2 separate regions of the Capra hircus genome follow, and region 1 is linked to region 2. Evidence: chromatin contacts called from public Hi-C data. All regions are on one chromosome and are shown on one strand. The core of a region is the stretch at or near the end of the contact, and the rest is flanking DNA. Distances in the headings are between cores, read along the strand shown. Region 1 overlaps ATG16L1 (autophagy-related protein 16-1). Region 2 overlaps DGKD (diacylglycerol kinase delta).

What was found. Hi-C and Micro-C count contacts between places; a contact is called where the count stands out from the background.
Region 1: a Hi-C map of blood shows a contact between it and region 2, with 5 times the contacts expected there. The contact joins two enhancer-like sites. A contact is called at or near these places in 2 of 5 Hi-C or Micro-C datasets (both in blood).

Annotation. Positions count from the first base shown.
Region 1 is chr3:7,800,497-7,803,196 of ARS1.2, forward strand. All of the region lies in intron 11 of ATG16L1 (autophagy-related protein 16-1), which reads right to left. Among named protein-coding and RNA genes, the nearest start is that of SAG, 18 kb to the left of the region's middle. Within about 2 kb of position 1,300, at least 1 of the 5 cell types and tissues checked has an H3K27ac peak or open chromatin away from gene starts, as enhancers often do.
Region 2 is chr3:7,657,894-7,660,593 of ARS1.2, forward strand. It overlaps DGKD (diacylglycerol kinase delta), which reads right to left. Exons shown (of 30, transcript XM_018041036.1): 11 at 1,807-1,946; 12 at 908-992. Among named protein-coding and RNA genes, the nearest start is that of DGKD, 86 kb to the right of the region's middle. Within about 2 kb of position 1,253, at least 1 of the 5 cell types and tissues checked has an H3K27ac peak or open chromatin away from gene starts, as enhancers often do.

The sequences.
Region 1 (2,700 bases), core at 50-2,549, 140 kb after region 2:
ACTGTAAGAACAAGCCCTCTAAAAATTAAATAACTGAAACCCCGTATGATCCACCAATTCTATTTCTGGGTACTTTTCCCAAAGAAAACAGAACCAGTAATTTGAAAAGATATATGCACCCCTATTTTCACTGCAGCATTAATCACAACAGTTAAGATATGGAAGCAAGTCAAGTGCCCGATGGCAGACAAATGAATAAAGACACGGAAAATATATACAATGGAGTATCAAGTCATAAAAAAAGAATGAAATTTTGCCATCTGTGACAACATGGAGGAACCTAGATGGTATTATGCTAAGGGAAATGAGTCAGACAGAGATGGATACCATACAATTTTACTTATATGTGGGATTTAAGAACCAAATTTAACACCACACAAAACAGAAACAGACTCAGATATAGAGAACATACTGATGGTTGTTGGGGGGGGGGGGGCTGGGGGTATGAGAAAAAAGATGAGAGAGATTAAGAAGTACAAACTCCTAGTTACAAAAGGGTTCACAGGGATGGGGTTTGCAGCCGGGGAGTACAGTTAATAACACTGCAATGTCTTCGCTGACAGATGATAGCTGGATGTATGGTGATGATAATTTGGCAATGTATAGGAATAATGAACCACAATTTTGTGCATCTGGGATTAACAGTGTGGTAGGTCAATTTGAAAAACAAAGGATGCATCAAAAAAGTATGATGAAGTACTCAGTAAAGGCTCTACTAAAGACAGCATACAGAATGCAAATAAAAATTAGGATCTCTGCATTTAGTCTTAGTAGCCAATGAAATGGAAAAGAACAATACATATACAAATGGTATCTATTTAATATTAGATTTATGCTGCCTCTTTAATCTTGTGTTACAGAAAAATAACGTTTGTTTTCCAAGCGTTAAAAAAAACACACGTAGAAACTTCCTGAATCTGTATCCTCTATCGAGGCTAATTACACAACTTAAAAAAGGGGGGAGGGGATGAGCACCTTCTTGAAATAAGCACTATTACAGATACCTGTCTGTACTATTCTTGCCATTTTCTGGAACTCTGAATTATAAAAAGTCAGTTTCCTATTTAAAGTCAGACCAGGCAGGATCACTGGAGGCATAACTTATAAAAGGAAACATCAGGACTCTTTAGATAAACAATTAAGACTTCCAGGGGTTTTTCAGAGGTCTCAGCTTGAAACATCAGACCGCAGCCACAGAGTCCAGCTTTCCCAACAATCCCATCTTTTTGTGACCAGCTGTGGGGTGCCAGCCACGGTGTCTCCCCAGGGTGGCCAAGGAACGCAGCCCGGGGTAGTAACTGAGGGTCGCCGCCCTGCACCCATGACCGCACTACTGGAGCCCGAGGGGAGAGCCAGCTGGGGGCGGCAGGGAAAGGATTTGGAGGGTCAGCCCCTGTCCTATTTCTCAACATGGATCAACATATTTACATGTGGAAATCTCAGAGGCTCAGAAGGCATTCAAGTATTCACCAGTGTTTCTTATAATTTTTTTTAAAGGGGCTTTTTTTTTTGATGATGGATTTTAGTTCCCCAACCAGGAACTGAACCTGGGCCCTTGGCAGTGAAAGTGTGGCATAGTAACCACTGGTTCGCCAGGGAATACCATCCTCACCACCCCAAAAAGCAGCTTCTGAAAGACCCTAATATACTTACTATAACTGCTACCTTCCTTGGTTTCACTCCAAATCCCTGAGCTCAGATCTCAAAGTTGAGAGTTAACATTGTAGATACCAACCTTCCCTCTCTGCCCAGTAGAACAACTCTACAACATCACAGGAACAGAAAGCTCAGGGCTGCACGTACTTCCCCTTTTAGAAAGGGAAGTCTGCCCGGACTCCTTCCTCTTCCTCTCACGTTGAAACCTTTCTGAAGCTAGAACAGCATCCTACAATCGCAGCCAGCCAGGTGGCAGCCATGCTGAGGCTGTGTGACAACTCCCTACGGATCCTTCTGAAAAGATCAAGAAAGCTCTAGCAACAAAGCTTATGTTAAGTACAGTATATTTAACCTGTTCTACTGAGCAACGCTCAATAGAAATCATCTAATCTGCACAAACCCTGGGGAAAGACCAAAAACTCGCGCAGGTACTTCTCATGCTATGTAAGCTGTTAGTAAAAAAACTATTTCACCAAAAATTTAAAATCGCTTCTCACACACACAGGGAGAAGACACTGCTCGTTCAGTGGGCAATGCCAGTGCACTCACTGGGCTGACCCTGACTGCATGTCAGTACGGAAGTACCCCTACATATTCACCCACTACATTCTTGTTTGTTTCTGTACATTTTCTCCCTCCACTGGAGTGTAACTGCTTTACAATGTTGCTTTAGTTTTGTGACCCACGGCGTTCAAAACTGCGTAGCCTGGGAATGCACTTTTAACTTCACGGCACAAGCAATTTTCCATGTGACAGCTGAAAATATACAGTTTGGGGGTCCCACTGTTTGGCCAGAATACTCCGGGTCTCTAAGTCTGAAAAAGACTAATCTCTTCCTCATGCTGCTTAGAAGGGTGACCCAGGCACATGGCACAGTTGACCCTCTGGAATTTTTGTGATGTAATTAATATAGGTAAACCGTCTTCAAGTAATGAGATTATAATCTAATTGAAACTTCCTTGGCCAGCAGACACCTAGATCCCTTTAAACGTTTCACAGTCAGAAATGATACTGCAATGAACATCTATGAATATAAGGCTTCCT
Region 2 (2,700 bases), core at 3-2,502:
GTCACCCTCAGGCCAGGAGCGCCACCCCTGCCCGCGGCCTGGGGTGGGGGTGAGGCCAGGAGCACCGCCCCTGCCCGCAGCCCGGGGTTGGGGGGGCGGGCGGCCGTCACCCTCGGGCCAGGAGCGCCGCCCCTGCCCGCGGCCCAGCCCGCCTCCCTTCACACACAGCTGACAGACCGAGGATCCTAACAGACTGCTCCAGGCTGCACTCCTGCACCCCGGCTCCTCCCGAGCGGCACGGGCCTGTGGCCAAGGCTCCCCACGTTTCTGTCGGGTGGGACCCTGGCCCAGGCCCCCGTCATCCCTGGATGTCAATCACCCTCCTCACCTCCCACCCCTGCCTGCAAAAGAGGGGACCTCCCCGTGCGTGTCAAGCCCTTTACTATCGGCCAGAGGGTCGACCTTCAGGGCTTGCCCACGAGCGCGCCTGCTCTTAGCTGGACGTTCTCTGCTCGCAGGGCAGGTCCCGGCAGCCCAGGCAGGTGTGGGCCGGGAGACCAGGGTTGGCCTCCCCTGACCCTCGGGGCGAGCAGACAGCCCTTGGCACAGCCCCGCTGCCTGCTTGGCCAGGGGCTCGCATGGAGGCCTGAGCACAGCTGTGCACCTGAGCTGCCCAGTCTCAGCAGAGTCTGGGCCCTGAGGGAACCTCTAACTCCCGAAACCCACCACAAAGTGGAAGAAGAGCTCAGCACCGAACTAGCACAGACTGACTGCAAGGGCAGGACACGGAGGAGGGGCCTGGGTGGGCAGAGCGCTGGCGGGAAGACCCCGAGTCCTACGGGGCAGAGTCCATGGGACCCGGCTCCACCTCAGGGGGCCCTGCGCCGGCAAGGGGCTAACCTGGAACAGGGCATTTCTGGCGGGGGAGGCAAAGCAGGGAGGGGCCAGGGCGAGCGCATGGCGATACCTCGGAGCCCTCGCTCAGGTCTTCAGTGACGGTGGAGGAGGAGACCGGCCGGGGCAGTTTGGTCTCGTAGGCCATGACGCTCCACCTGCACACACACAGGGGCTCAGCCGGTCGGCTCCGGCCCCAGGCCTCCCCACCTCCCCGTCTCACAGCCGGCAGAGGGGACGAGATCCTGTGACAACTTAACTGTGTCTGTCAGCCTGTATCGACCCGGCCCCCCCAGGCGCCGAGCTGGCTCCTCACTTAGCTGAGAACAAATGTCACAACCCGCTGGGTGGGCGTCCCCTCTGCACAGCTGAGCCGCTCGGCAGGCAGCTGGCTTGGCACTCTGGGTATTTCACAGCCTCCGGAGGCGGGGGGCAGGAACAGCTGAGGGGGCCGAGCGCGTTTGATACCACGCCTGCTCACAGCAGTGCGGGACCCTCTGAAAGAACGGGGCATCTCCTCAAGTACCACGGGCTGTGGTCCGGGTGTTCACACAGGAGTTCGGTGCTCAGAGCAGCTTGCTCGGGAAGGATGCCCAAGCATTTCTAAACACGTGGAGGGCAATAACCCCAAACTCCAATCCTTCTGGGAACACGGGACAGCTTAACTCCGTGACGAGGAGGATGGGTGACAGGCGAGGCTGCAGCGGCCGCAGGGGGCGGGGCCGCCTCCCGCTCTGAGGGCCAGAAGACCGGGCCTGGCTGGTGAGACCTGGCCACCTGAGGGCACAGTCCCAACCCCTTCTGCTCATCAGCGCTTCCCTAGTCTGATCACCAGATAAAGCCCATCAGAAGAAAAGAGTCCTGCTCAGAGAGGTGGAATTTTTTTTTTAACAAGTAACTGCAAAAGGCTTGCGGTTTCCCAGGGCCCCAGCTGAGAACAGCAGGCTGAGAGGCCGCGTGCGGCCCACTCACCTGTCCAGCATCTTGGTGCTGGCTCTCTCTAGCTTCTCCAGGATCTGCGGGAGCTGGGTGTCGTCATCGCAGGCCGAGCCCCAGCCCAGCACGCGAGCCAGGTCATTCCCTGTGCCGAGCGGCAGCACCCCAAGCTGGCACTGAGACAGGGTGGGAGCACACAGCGTCAGCGGGCCCCGTCCAGCGAGCGTGTGAGGGCTGAGCTCGGACGGCGGCAGTCAGAGGGTCTCCCCAACCTGATGGAAAGCTCTTCCCCCCGCCTGCTGACACACCTGACCGTCAGCCCTCTGTCACTTCCCACCTTCACAGTGATGACCACGGTCCTGCCCCGAGTGGCGATACCTGAGCCCCCAAGAATCGGGCTGTGATCCCTCGCCTGCTCTCCACCCACAACAGCATGTTCCCAGCGCCAAGCTCACCTCCTTGCCCCTGACAGCAGCACCTGCCATGACTGTAAGTCCCGTCCAGACAGGCACCAGGACGTCCACTGTGGCCCTCAAACCACCACCACTGCCACTCAGCCTACAGCCCCTCGCCTGCCACTCCCCCCCACCCCGCCCGCGCCAGCTCGGGCCCTGCCGTCCACCTGGAGTTCCCACCCAGAGCCTCCTGCACAAACCCCCCTCACCAGCTCAGGGCTCAGGAGGCTCCTAAGACACAGGGTGCCTGACAGCCTTCAACCGCCAAGCACGACACGCATGTGGGGAGGGTGGCCGGTCCTCCCTATGCACAACACAGCCTGAGGTCACCTGCCCCGGCCACGAGGGAGGCCCTGCACCCTGCCAGGGACAGCAGGCTGGCCACAGCAGGTGAGACCAAGGATGCCCAGCCCCGGGCAGACAGAGCCAGCTTGGGGAGCCTCAAAGGAAAGGGCAGGCAGCACAGTGACAGCCC